Regions from separate parts of the Gossypium arboreum genome. Here region 2 is linked to region 1. The links are chromatin contacts, called in public Hi-C maps. All regions are on one chromosome and are shown on one strand. The core of a region is the stretch at or near the end of the contact, and the rest is flanking DNA. Distances in the headings are between cores, read along the strand shown.

Region 1 (6,509 bases), core at 113-2,612:
TATTTAAAAAAATCAAATCATATCCCACTTTCAACTTGCTGACAAAGGGTTTTGAACTCATAACCAATCACATGCATTCAAGGCCGTAAATAATTAAAGTAAATAATTTATTATAACATATTTTATCATTGATATCAAAGATTAGATTTTTGGGACGTCACACTTTTTTTATAAATTGAGATTATAAGTTATGACAAAAATATATCATCTTTAACGTAATTACTCTACTAAATTATAGTGAGATTTATTTCCAAAATAAATTATATTTTTCATGAGGACTCGAGTTAAGCTTCTAGCTTAAAGAGAGATTTAATTTTAAAATTTAATTGTGTAATTGGTTCAGTATTTTTAAAGCACATTTTCTATAAAAATTGATGGTTCGAAAATAGTGAAGAAAAATATGTTGGCAGAAAGTTGGGAAACGACTAGACTACTTAATAAAAAACATAGATAATAAAAGTAATAAATTTGGTAAAATTTATTACTATAAATAATAAAAAGGCTTGATTTATAAAATTTTAAAAGCTATCAAATTTTTCCAATGAGTTACTTTGGATTGCATGCATGCGGTTGGCCAGGTAGATTGCCTTCGCCAGAACCCGATGCTCTTCCCCTCCTTCATGCATGGTGGTTGATGTGAACAATACTAAGGTTGTTTTAGGGTTGGTTTATCTATATCTTAGTTGTTTTATAAAATTGAATAGTCTAATTGAAGATGAAACAAATTTTATTAAAACTTATATATTGTTTTATTTAATGTTATTGCGGTTTAATTATAGTTCTATTAATTGCTTCATAATGTGATTATTTATTTAAGAGTTATTATTTATTTATATTTGAGAGGAAGAATAGAATTTCTTGAGATCGAATTTAAGTTTTCGATGCTTACATCATATTTAATTTTAAAACAATTATGTTATAAGAATTATTGTTTAATTATAATATTATAATAATATTTTTATTATTAAATGTTAATATAATAAAATAATCAACAACAAAGATAATATTTTAAATTTATCTTAAACTTGTGCGTAATTTAGATTAGCAGCCGGAAATACTGTTCTAAAACATATTTTAAATTGAAAAGGAATAGAAATGAAATATTGATTGGGAGAGGTGAAATTCAATTTCATAAAGTCAGTCTAATATTTTTATTAATCAATTATAAATAATTTATTTAATTAATTATTAAAATATAAAATTGGTAACATACATAATAAATGAAAATAATAGAAAGAGCCATATCCAAGTGGGTAGCTCAGGCCTGAGGGCACCGTTTCTAAGAGTGCAAATTGGGCAATTTCTACATTAAACTGCTATGTAGAATTCGGGCCAAGGCCCATGGAGATGCAGGTGAGATAAGGCGGCTGAGTCAAGCCCCTTGAGTGGGCAGCAAGGATGCACGCCATTGCCAGCCGTATGCATATGCTTGAAAGTTGAAACATCATAACATGCCCATATTTTAACTCGGTTGTTTTATGGTGACGAATTAGTCTCGTTTTCCTTTAGCCCCAAGCCAATCCTTCCCTATATATACTCCCCCTCTCCCTCTCCCTCTCCCTCTCCCTCTCCACCCTTTCTACTTGTCGGCTTTCTCATTTTCGAGAAAAGGGAGACCCCCCTCACTTGTTATACCCCCACACAAACAGGAATCATAAGCATTAAGTTTTGGTTTTCATTTTCTTCATCAGGTGCGTTCCCTTTCTCATCTCTTTGCATGATTCCAGATTTGGTTTTTGGGATTTCCTGTAACTGAGATGTTTTTCTCTTTTTGATTGAATATCAATTTCTCAACTATTCGTTTGATTCTTTTGTTTGTTTTGCCTATCTGTTTACCCTTTCGAACCAAGGGATTGCTGGGGTTATTGATGTTCTTTTTATTTTTGTGGTATTACAGTTTTAGGAGGAGGATCAAAGCTATAAAGTTAGTATTTGAATCTTTTGTTTCGTCCACACACACACAAAAAAATTCCATCGGATTTACAAAGTTCGTTGACTTCAACTACAAAATTATGAGCTTTCAAGGCCGAAATAGATCAAGAAACCCTTCACAAAGCACTCGTCAAGAATGGGTTCCTAGAGGATCTTCATCCACAACCACCACCGTTGAAAGCAGCTCAACGGCCGCCTCTAATTCAACCCCTAATGTCAACCAAACCTCAACACGAAATGATAATAGGTACAGACAAACTGGTCGGCCCACCAACCATAGGAGAGATAGGGAAAAGGGAAGGAGTGAGACTCAGGTGGCGGTAAGGAAGGAGGTTGATCCTAATTTGCCACAGCTTGTGCAGGAAATTCAGGACAAGCTTATAAAGAGTACGGTTGAATGTATGATTTGTTATGATATGGTACCGAGGTCTGGTGCTATATGGTCGTGCTCAAGTTGTTATTCTATCTTTCACCTCAATTGTATTAAGAAATGGGCGAGGGCACCCACTTCTGTTGATTTGGTGGCCGAGAAGAATCAGGGTTTTAATTGGCGTTGTCCGGGCTGTCAGTCTGTGCAGTTCACATCCTCTAAGGAGATACGGTATGTTTGCTTTTGTGGAAAGAGGACCGACCCTCCTTCTGATTTGTACTTGACTCCGCATTCATGCGGGGAGCCCTGTGGAAAGCCCCTTGAGAAGGAGCTGGGATTAGGTTCTAGGGTGATGAAGGATGAACTTTGCCCTCATGTTTGTGTCTTGCAATGTCACCCTGGTCCATGTCCTCCTTGTAAGGCGTTTGCTCCACCACGTTTGTGTCCTTGTGGTAAGAAAGTTATTACAACCAGATGTTCTGATAGGAAGTCGGTTCTTACTTGTGGTCAGCGGTGTGGTAAACTTCTTGAGTGTGGGCGCCATCAGTGTGAACGTATTTGCCATGTCGGAGCTTGTGATCCTTGCAAAGTTCTAATTAATGCCCCCTGTTTCTGCAAGAAAAAGGTTGAAGTTGTCATCTGCGGTGACATGGTTGTGAAGGGAAAGGTGAAAGCAGAAGATGGCATTTTTTCTTGTAGTTCAAAGTGTGGAAAGAAGCTTAGATGTGGTAACCATTACTGTGATGAAAATTGCCATCCTGGTCCTTGTGGGGATTGTGAGCTGATGCCAAGCAAGATCAGGTCTTGTTACTGTGGGAAAACAAGCTTGCAGGAGCAAAGGCAAAGTTGTTTGGACCCAATTCCAACTTGTTCAGAGACATGTGCCAAGTTCCTTCCTTGTCAAGTGCACCGATGTGACCAAGTCTGTCATGCTGGGAACTGTCCACCTTGTCTAGTTCTTGTCACCCAAAAATGCCTCTGTGGATCAACTTCGCGGAGGGTGGAATGCTACAAAACAACACTTGAAAATGAGAGATTTACATGTGACAAGCCTTGTGGGCGTAAGAAGAGTTGTGGTAGACATCGATGTAGTGAGCGATGCTGCCCTCTCTCAAACTCTAATAGTCTTCGCTCCGGTGGTTGGGATCCACACTTCTGCCAAATGGCATGTGGGAAGAAGCTGAGGTGTGGACAGCATTCTTGTGAATCTCTTTGTCACAGTGGTCACTGCCCCCCATGCTTGGAAACGATCTTTACTGATTTGACATGTGCTTGTGGAAGAACTTCAATCCCTCCACCATTGCCTTGTGGTACACCACCACCTTCATGTCAACTTCCATGCTCAGTTCCTCAGCCTTGTGGCCATTCGTCTTCTCACAGCTGCCATTTTGGAGACTGTCCACCTTGTTCTGTGCCTGTGGCGAAGGAATGCATTGGAGGACATGTTGTTCTTAGGAACATTCCTTGTGGGTCAAAAGATATCAGATGTAACAAGCTCTGCGGGAAGACCAGGCAATGTGGATTACATGCATGTGGGAGGACATGTCACCCAGCGCCATGTGATGCATCATCTGGAGCTGAGCCTGGTGTCAGGACCTCTTGTGGGCAGACATGTGGTGCCCCTCGGAGAGACTGCAGGCATACATGTTCTGCACCTTGTCATCCCTCTGCACCATGTCCTGATGTTAGGTGTGATTTTCGAGTTACAATCACGTGTTCTTGTGGCCGGCTAAGCGCAACTGTCCCTTGCGATGCTGGGGGCTGTACTGGTGGCTTCAATGCTGATACAGTTTTTGAAGCTTCTATTATCCAAAAATTGCCCGTGCCTCTTCAACTAGTGGAATCAACTGGCAAAAAGATTCCTCTTGGACAAAGGAAGCTTATGTGTGATGATGAATGTGCTAAGTTGGAGCGCAAACGGATTCTTGCAGATGCCTTTGACATCACTCCCCCAAATTTGGACGCACTTCATTTTGGTGAGAATTTGGTTGCGTCAGAGGTGCTTTTTGACCTGTACAGGCGTGATCCGAAGTGGGTTCTAGCTGTAGAAGAGAGATGCAAGCTTTTGGTACTTGGCAAGAACAGAGGAACAACAACGGGTCTGAAGGTTCATGTGTTCTGTCCAATGCTGAAGGATAAGAGAGATGCTATCAGGATAATAGCAGAAAGGTGGAAGCTTACTATTAGTGCTGCTGGTTGGGAGCCCAAACGTTTTATTGTGGTTCATGTTACTGCCAAATCCAAACCACCAGCTCGCATCATTGGGGCTAAAGTGTCGACCAGTACTGGGGCGTTACACCCTCCTGTTTTTGATCCTCCAGTAGACATGGATCCAAGGCTTGTTGTTTCTTTCCTAGATTTGCCCCGAGAATCTGATATAAGTGCATTAGTGTTGAGGTTTGGTGGGGAGTGTGAACTTGTTTGGTTGAATGACAAGAATGCATTGGCTGTATTTAGTGATCCTGCTCGAGCTGCAACAGCTATGAGGAGATTGGATCATGGATCAATTTATACTGGGGCAATTGCCTTTGTTCAAAGTGGTGGAGCATCATCTGCTAATAATGCGTGGGGAGGAACAGGGCCAAGTTCTGCTGTAAAGGCAAATCCATGGAAGAAGGCTGTGGTGCAGGAGCTTGGTTGGAAGGAAGATTCATGGGGTGGTGATGAGTCTCTTGGTGTCACTTCAGATCCGGGCTCTGCATGGAAAGGCAAAGATGCTCCAATTGCTGCTTCAGTTAACCGCTGGAGTGTTCTGGATTCTGAAACAGGTGTAAGCTCATCTTCTGGAGCAGTTCGATCAGAAGATCCTTCAAAGCTGGCTGGGGTTCAATCCTTGTCAAAAATGGATTCAAATGCTGCCAATTCAAGTTCAGCTAGGCTGCTGGGTGGGGGTTTAAATGAAACAGAGCCATTGGAGGTTGTAGATGATTGGGAAAAGGCTTATGAATGAGAGTGAAGAGAGAAATATACCTCTAACCTTGTGGTCAGGGAGATGGGGCTGCCCAATTTCATTTTCAAGTGGTTGGAAAAACTTCAGTTTTGTTTTGCTTGTCCAGTTTACACCTGATATTAGCATATGGGTGTTATGATGATCTTTCTAATTTTTTTTTCTCGCCAAGACTTATGCCCCTTTGGCTGTAATGGTGAATTTTTGTTGCATTTGAGAAGCAGCTAAATATACAACCTTTTTTCAATGGAGCTTTTCCGATCTTATTTATTTTATTTCATAAAGTGGTGGTTTCTACCTAAGGAAAGAGAACTTTTAGGCACATTTATTGTTCTGTCTTCTGGTATTGTGCTTCTGCTAGATGGATGACTGGCGTTAAGTTCATTCCAGATGGAGGGAATCTTTCTATTGAATTTCTGTTATACAAACAGTGATACCTCATTAATAATTCTGGGCGGTTTGTGTTGAATTTGATTGCACATGGAATTCCTATAAACGAGGATAATTTTCTGCAGACATGAGAGGTGCTAAATGCATTTGCAGTAATTTGCAAAGGTGGTTGGGAGAAACTACTGTGGAAACTGAGGGATCGGTAAAGAGATGTAGATGTGGAACCCAGGAGATGAATTCACTGAAGAGGCAATAACTGCGCCCTCCTACCCTGTTGCTTTTCATTTTTTCTGTATAAGTAGAAGGGAATTGACATATCTTATTGTCCCAAAGATGAATTCACTGATGTGGTAACTTTCTATTTGTCTCTATGATTATTTCTATTTTCTAAAGCCAGATGCTTAGGATTGCTGGATTAGCTGCTTTTCTGCAGTATAATGATGAAAACAGTAGTAGAAGTATATGTATTCCTCCAACCATTATCATATGAATGCTTTTTATAACAGACCAATTGTTGACACTTAAAACCTGGTGTTAGAATCTTGGTTGGATGGCTGTGTTGTCCATACGGTAGTCATTTTGATTAATGCTTTGGAGGAGTCAGTTGGAAGCAGAGTTGAATCAGCAACCATGCCTTGTTTCTAATTTAGTTCCATTTCATGGATGCTAATGCTATATTTGAGATTTCTTCTGCATTGAGAAATGATGAGGTTTGATATATCAATCTGAGCTCTAGAAAGTAGAATGAATTCATGTTGGGGAAATCCCAAGCGTAACTCCAAGGGTTCATGTTGTCTGTACTGGCCTTTTATTCATTGAAGTTCAATGGAGAAATGGAAATTTTAAAAGATTGCATATCATTTCTCAACT
Region 2 (6,744 bases), core at 3,324-5,823, 140 kb before region 1:
ACAACATTATAAGAAAAATATTCCAAATAATCCAAAACCACAGAATTTGTCTATAATTTATGATCTTTGTTAATGATTAGCAAAGACACAGATGTCAAAGGTATATTTTCTTGTTGATAGATTAATTCGTCTTCTGTTGACTCTTCCTGTTTCAACTGCAACTACAGAAAGAGTATTTTCGGCGATGAAAATTATCAAAATAAGGCTTTACAACAAAATGGAGGATGAGTTTCTTACTAATACTCTTGTTGTTTATATTGAGAGCGAGATTCCTTAAACTTTTTATTCAGACTCTATATTTTCATGCACAATTTTAAGTTATAATATGCTATTTTTTTCTTAATTATTAGAATACTGCTTCTTCTTAATCGATTTTTTTTTGTTGAAATCGATTGTTATGTTGGAAAACTACTTCTTTTGAATCAATTACTTATATGTTTAAATCAATTATTATGTTGGAAAACTAAATCAATTACTTATATGTTTAAATCGATTGTTATGTTAAAATACTACTTCTTTTGAATCGATTGTTACACAACATGTCTAATTTTATTTTGCCCCCTCTAAGATTAACATCCGAACTTTGCCACTGACTGAATATATAAGAAAAGAAAGGGAATTTAGGTGCCTGGTGATAGAATTGGTAAAAGGTTAAAAATGAATTTTTTTCGAAAAAAAATATTTTCTTTTTCTTTAATTTTTAGAATTAGAATTAAATTGATTAATTTTGTAAATGTTGAGGTTAATTTTATTGAATTTGTTAGAATTCAAACTAAAATGACAAATTTTGTAAACAATGAAGGTTAAATTTATTAATTTTTATATTTAAGATCAAATTAATAGAATGTGTAAACATTAAAAGGCTAAATTTGTTATTAGACCAATAAAAAAGTCCACATTAGCTTATTATCACTCATCTAACGGTAACTAACAAAAGCGTGACTAAAATATTTAATTTTGAAAAGTTTAGTAACTAAATTAAAAAAATGTAATAATTAAATAATTTATTTTTATAGTTTACTCTTTTTAAATTGATACCACATTATCAATTTTTATACATATACATTAATTAAACAGGGTTCAATCTCTAGACTTGCTAATTTTTATTTATTTTACTTAAAAACTATATAAAGGTATTAAAAAGATAAAAAATGTCATTAAAATAATAATAGTAGTCATTTAATAAAATGGTATATTAGTTATTTTCTAATCGAGTTGGTACTAGTTAATCTGTGACACCAACTCGCTTAAGGATTTTATTAATTGTATAGATAGATATGGATATAGATGTGCAATCGATGGAGATAATATTGTGCATTTTATAATAAAAATTTATAAAATATATTAAAATGAAGCATTGATTTAGTGGTAAATTTAAAGTTTTACTAATCTAATTGGCGCGGTTTCAAATTACAAAATAAATATATTTTATTAGTTTTTCTTTAAATTAAAAGACTAAAATACCCTCAAATAATATAATTTATTTTAATTACGAAGGATCCTAACCGAGTTGGTGCCCAATTAACTCGTGACACCAACTCAATCAAGGACTTTATTAATAGTAAGTATAGATATATAATTTATGGAGATAATAAATTGTGTGTATAAAAATAAAAATGTATAAAATATGCTAAAATAAAGTTTTGGTTTAAAAGTAAATTTAAAGTTGTACTAATCCAATTAAAATGGGTTCAAATCCCACAATATGTATATTTTTATTGGTTTTTCTTAAAATGAAAATACTAAAATGAAGAACATTTCCATAATTTTCCTGACCGAGTTGGTACCCGATTAACTCATGATACCAAATTGAGTTAGGAGCTTTATTAATAGAATAGATATAGAACTGATGGATATAATAAATTGTACATATTAAAATAAAAATGTATAAAATGAAATTTAATTTTAGTGGTAAATTTAATGTTTTACTAATCTAACTAATGCAGATTCAAATTTCACGAGATGCATATTTTTATTAATTTTAAAATAATATAAATTTGTTGTAAATTAAATGGATGTCATAATCCCTCTAAGCATATTAAAACAATGAGATAAAATTCTTTACTTAATTTATAATCAAGAGATAATTAAATAGAGTAATTAAGAAACTTTAATTCATTAAATGTAATACCTTTATTAATTGAATGTAAATGAACTTATAAATAGTACATTGTAAGTGAAAATAAAATAATAAAATTCTCTCGTATTTTCATCTTCTTTTATTTATTGTTTTATTAATTTTTCTATAACAAAATTATTTTTATTTCGAAAAGATATTTGTGTAATTTTTGTTAGTAGAGAATTTTATGTATTCCAAGAAAACAAATGCACCCTTTTGACTTATATGGAGTTTCATTGCGTATGGATTCTATACTTTGAAATTATTTATTCAAAGCTACATTTCTTCTTGCTTTAACTTTCATTTTTCAAATCACGCCACGTTAATTATTTTCCTTTATGAAAGCAAAACAATCGCCATCATATTTGATTTGGAGTTAAATTTGCTACCATTGTCATCCATATAAACACTAATTTTGGACTAAACTAAAATAAATGAAACAGTAAGTAAACCACCAACAAGTGGATTAAATTGAATCCATCCATGGCTGCTGCTGCTGCTGCTACTATCACCGAGGTGATGCCTCAGTCTTACAAACAGGGCAAGCATTTTTCTGCAGCAGCCACTGCTTTATACATTGAATGTGAAAACTGTGTCCACAACATAGCTTCCCCATCTCTTCATCTCCTTCATCGTCATATTCCTCCTATATATACATATCCATGAATCATCAGTTTAACAAAAAATCAGGGTAACCACTACAGTTGAGTTGCAAATACTGAAAAACCTGACAAATGCTGCACTTGTTATCCACATGCATGGGTATGTTTGGTGCTAAATCATTCTTCATCGACCCCTTAATTTTACTTATGCATCTACTTATCTCTTCTTCTTTCAATCCAGTGTTGACATACCCTATCTTATCTGCAAGCTCCAGTAATTGCTGTTTTAAAATAAAACAGAACACGTTACTCGGATTCTTCATTGTCTTATTAAAGTACTCCCATACCTAAACTCACTCAGATGTAGATAACATTGCATTGAAGGCAAGTATCTGTTTTGGAGTGTCTCACTCCCTCAACGGTGGAAGTATTGTTTCCGGAATATCTACATTCGGCTTAGCCCTGGAACAATATCTCCGCCGTTGACGGTGAGGGTGTAAGGCACTCCAAAATAGATACTCGCGCTCAACATATAGATTATTTGCATTCATTTCTACTGAATCAAGAGTAGACAAGGATTGATAGAACCAATAGCAAATGATGGATTTCTTTTATATGAAGAAATATATAACAAACTTAAGAACATAACATTACCTCATATGACATGTTGTCAATATCAAGCCTCCAGTTGCTAAATCGGTCTCGTGAATGTATTCTTTCCCCCATAAGCATATTACGTACTATCATTGTCTGCACCAACCACCATTAACACCAAAAGTTTGATTTGCAGGGCAAACAATGGTCCTACATGAACTAATTGATGAATCTCAAAGGTTTGTTTTTTTTTTTTTACCAAAACAAGAGATTATTTATACCCCATACATTCATCAGGGATTTTAAGAATTTACAAGTCCAAATAAAATCAACCCCAAATCCATGATCGTTTCCTTGCTTTTTTCAGTTAAGCATTTATTAGAACTTGCCCTACAGGACCACATACAAACATTGATAGTTGATACAAAAGTGAACATTGTAGTACTGTGTCCAACACCACACTTTCTTCAGTAGAGAGTAAGCCCTGTTTTTCATTGCGTTTAGGGTTTTAAAAATGCTTTTTCACCGCAGAAACAGCGGACAACACTCGGGTTTTAGGGTCAAAAAAGCGGTGAAAAATGTTTTTCCACCCAAACGCAAAAGCTGGAAATGGAGAACTAGCCTAAGAGTCTTTGAATTTTCAACCACAACAGCAATGGGGAACTAGCATCTTAAATTCTGACACTATATAAAAATTTTCTTGATTAACCCGGTTGTTTCATGTGATTGAAGTAGTCAAGGTTGGATTAGTCTCACTACTGAAACTAATAAACCCAGATCCTACAAGTAAGTTCATTTCTAACCACTGAAAAAGAAAAATATATGTTTCTGGTTTAACTGCAATGAATCCTTTCTAAAGGCTCTGTATTTATGTTCATTTATTTTCAGAAAAAAAAAAGCAATTTTCTAGTAAGAAATAAAAAATGAAACTTTAAAAGCTATAATCAGAGAGAAAATCCTAACTCATAAATACATGAAATCTAACAAGAAACCCAGAAAATATACCACAGCAAGGTGCTCTGGAGAAAGATGAAATGAATGAAGCTTCCAAAGAGGCGTTGAGATCAGCCAAACATAGAAAAAGAAGGTAATTTGAAGTGGGAAATGAATGAAATTTTGGATGGATAATTATGATTTCTAAATTATGAACATAAAATTATATTAGAAGTAATAAAAGAAGAGAGAGAGAGTTGTTAAAAATGATTCAAACACTGAATTCAGTGCTTATCAGAAGCTCCATATAAAATTATCTCCTAATTAACTAATTTTCATGAATTGGTGGGGCCTACGTTGATAAGCCCTTTATTCAAAGATAATACCCCGCTTTCGTCACTAACCCAGATAAGCTAATTTATACGTGTACGCCTTTTTTTTTTTTTAAATTATTTCTTCGGGTAATTTACCTTTTAGGTCACTTAATTTAATATTAACTTTCATATAAGTCACAAACCTTTACTTCTTCTTTTTTTTTTTAAATCAAATTACATAACTAAATTTATATTATTAACTAATTAAATTACTTATGTTAACTCATTTAGGTAATTCTTATGAAAATAAATACATTACTCAACACGAAAAATCTCAAAGTTGATTTCATAATATGCATGAAAAGGTTGTTTCTACATTAAAATAATTAACAAAGTTGGCATAAGTGATCTAATTTGTTAATAATTAAAGTTTAGCGATATAATTTGATAAAATTAAAAGTTTATTACTTAAAATGCAAATTACCCAAATTTCTCTGTTAATTATTAAAGGAAGAGGGAGTTATAGTTAGTTAACACACTAAAAACAAAATAAAATAAGAAATTCAATTCCATGCAAAAGAAAGACAAAAGTATTGTTTTAAAAGAGTTTTCAAGTATAAATCATGTTTAATGAACATGACTTACACGTAATGGAATTTAAATCAAAACATAAACTTTAATGTTTTTATCCAAATTGAATTAAAGGTCCCTCTATGATATGTATTCTCTAGTCAAAAGAAGGAAAGCATGTTATCATTAGGAATTCTTTCATTTTAACCCTAATAATTACATCTACTTTTCTACAACACCCTATTTTGAAAATATACACCACATAATAATAAAGGGTAATAACAATTTTAGTTAAGTTCTTTTTTAATTTTAAGTTAAATTTAGTTTTCAATCTTTAAAACAATCAAATTTAACTATCAATATTTCAAAAGGTTTAATTGACTTTTAATGAAAAACGGACTAAAATATTAATTTTTAAATATAACACTCTGCATAATAATCCAAGAATACTTTATGTTTTCTTTTTTTGTAAATTTTAAATTTTTTAATGTGATATATAAGATAAATAATATTATATCAGTATAAAGTATATGTAAATTGTTATGTGAATTATCATGCTAATATTATTAAATAATTAATATTTTAGTAGACATTTTCATTAAATAAAAGTAATTTGACTTGGAGATGCAGTAGGGTAATTGGCTTCGAGGCTACAGCAGGGGAATTGGTGGTTGCTCTACGAGCAGAGCAACGGGCCATTCACGATGGCCTGCTGTAAGTATGGAGAGAGGGGAATAGAAAGGTTTTATTAGAGATTGATAGCTCCTTGACTATAGATATGATCACAAACGCAGCTAGAGAGGGTCCCAACGCCGCCTTGGTCCGTAGTATTGCTCAATTATGCGGTAAAGAATGGGATGTGAAGGTGAGCCATATTTTTGGTGATGCCAATTATGTAGCGCATCTCATGACGCGATTGTCAAACTAGTGAAGATTTCATATTGCAAGAATTTGATCAGCTACCAGTTGAGATCGTGCATACTTTGATCAGCCTTATACTTTCTGTTGTCTCCATGGCTTAGCTTTCCTTTTACTTAAAAAAAATTAATTTGATTTTTTTAATGTTAACGGTTGAATTTAGTTAAAAATAAAAGGCGATTTAATTAAGAAATTAAAATTTAAAAACTAAATTTATCATCATACCAATTATAAATTTTTATAAAAATAATTTAATAAGGATGGTTTTTAATTCTAAAAAATATTAAATATTTTTATGCAACTCCAATGTTGCTAGTTAATTTTTTTTTCTTTTCTAGTGCGATACATAGGTTAATTGGATGTATTAATTAAAATAGATTACATTATTTTATATTAGTAAAAATAGTAAAAAATATAGGTATAATGATTTATTTGGCATTCTAATTTTACAAAAAAAATATTTTAGCCTTCTATTTAATTTTTCGTCTTTTTTAACCCTTAAACTTGTATTGTTTGTCAAATCACTCCAAAATAGATAGAAAATTTAGCGTTTGTTAACTTTGTTGGTGTGGCATACATGTGGATTGCCACTTGTATGCCATATTTGTAATTAATTAACCTTTAAAAATCAAAATATATTTTTATAATTTTTTATAATATTAATTTTTAATTTTTAAAAAATAATTTCTATATA

Evidence for each region. A called contact is a pair of places that touch in the nucleus more often than the background predicts.
Region 2: a Hi-C map of leaf shows a contact between it and region 1, with 2.2 times the contacts expected there. The contact joins the promoter of LOC108455754 here to the promoter of LOC108456651 in region 1. A contact is called at or near these places in 2 of 5 Hi-C or Micro-C datasets (both in leaf).

What each region holds. Positions count from the first base shown.
Region 1 is chr9:49,520,031-49,526,539 of ASM2569848v2, reverse strand. It overlaps LOC108456651 (NF-X1-type zinc finger protein NFXL1), which reads left to right and starts at 1,362. Exons shown (of 2, transcript XM_017755214.2): 1 at 1,362-1,691; 2 at 1,898-5,496. The coding sequence starts at 2,013. The coding sequence ends at 5,252.
Region 2 is chr9:49,662,660-49,669,403 of ASM2569848v2, reverse strand. LOC108455754 (probable E3 ubiquitin-protein ligase RHG1A) reads right to left here and starts at 4,573. Exons shown (of 4, transcript XM_017754300.2): 1 at 4,321-4,573; 2 at 3,376-3,525; 3 at 2,847-3,002; 4 at 2,446-2,765. The coding sequence starts at 3,468. The coding sequence ends at 2,628.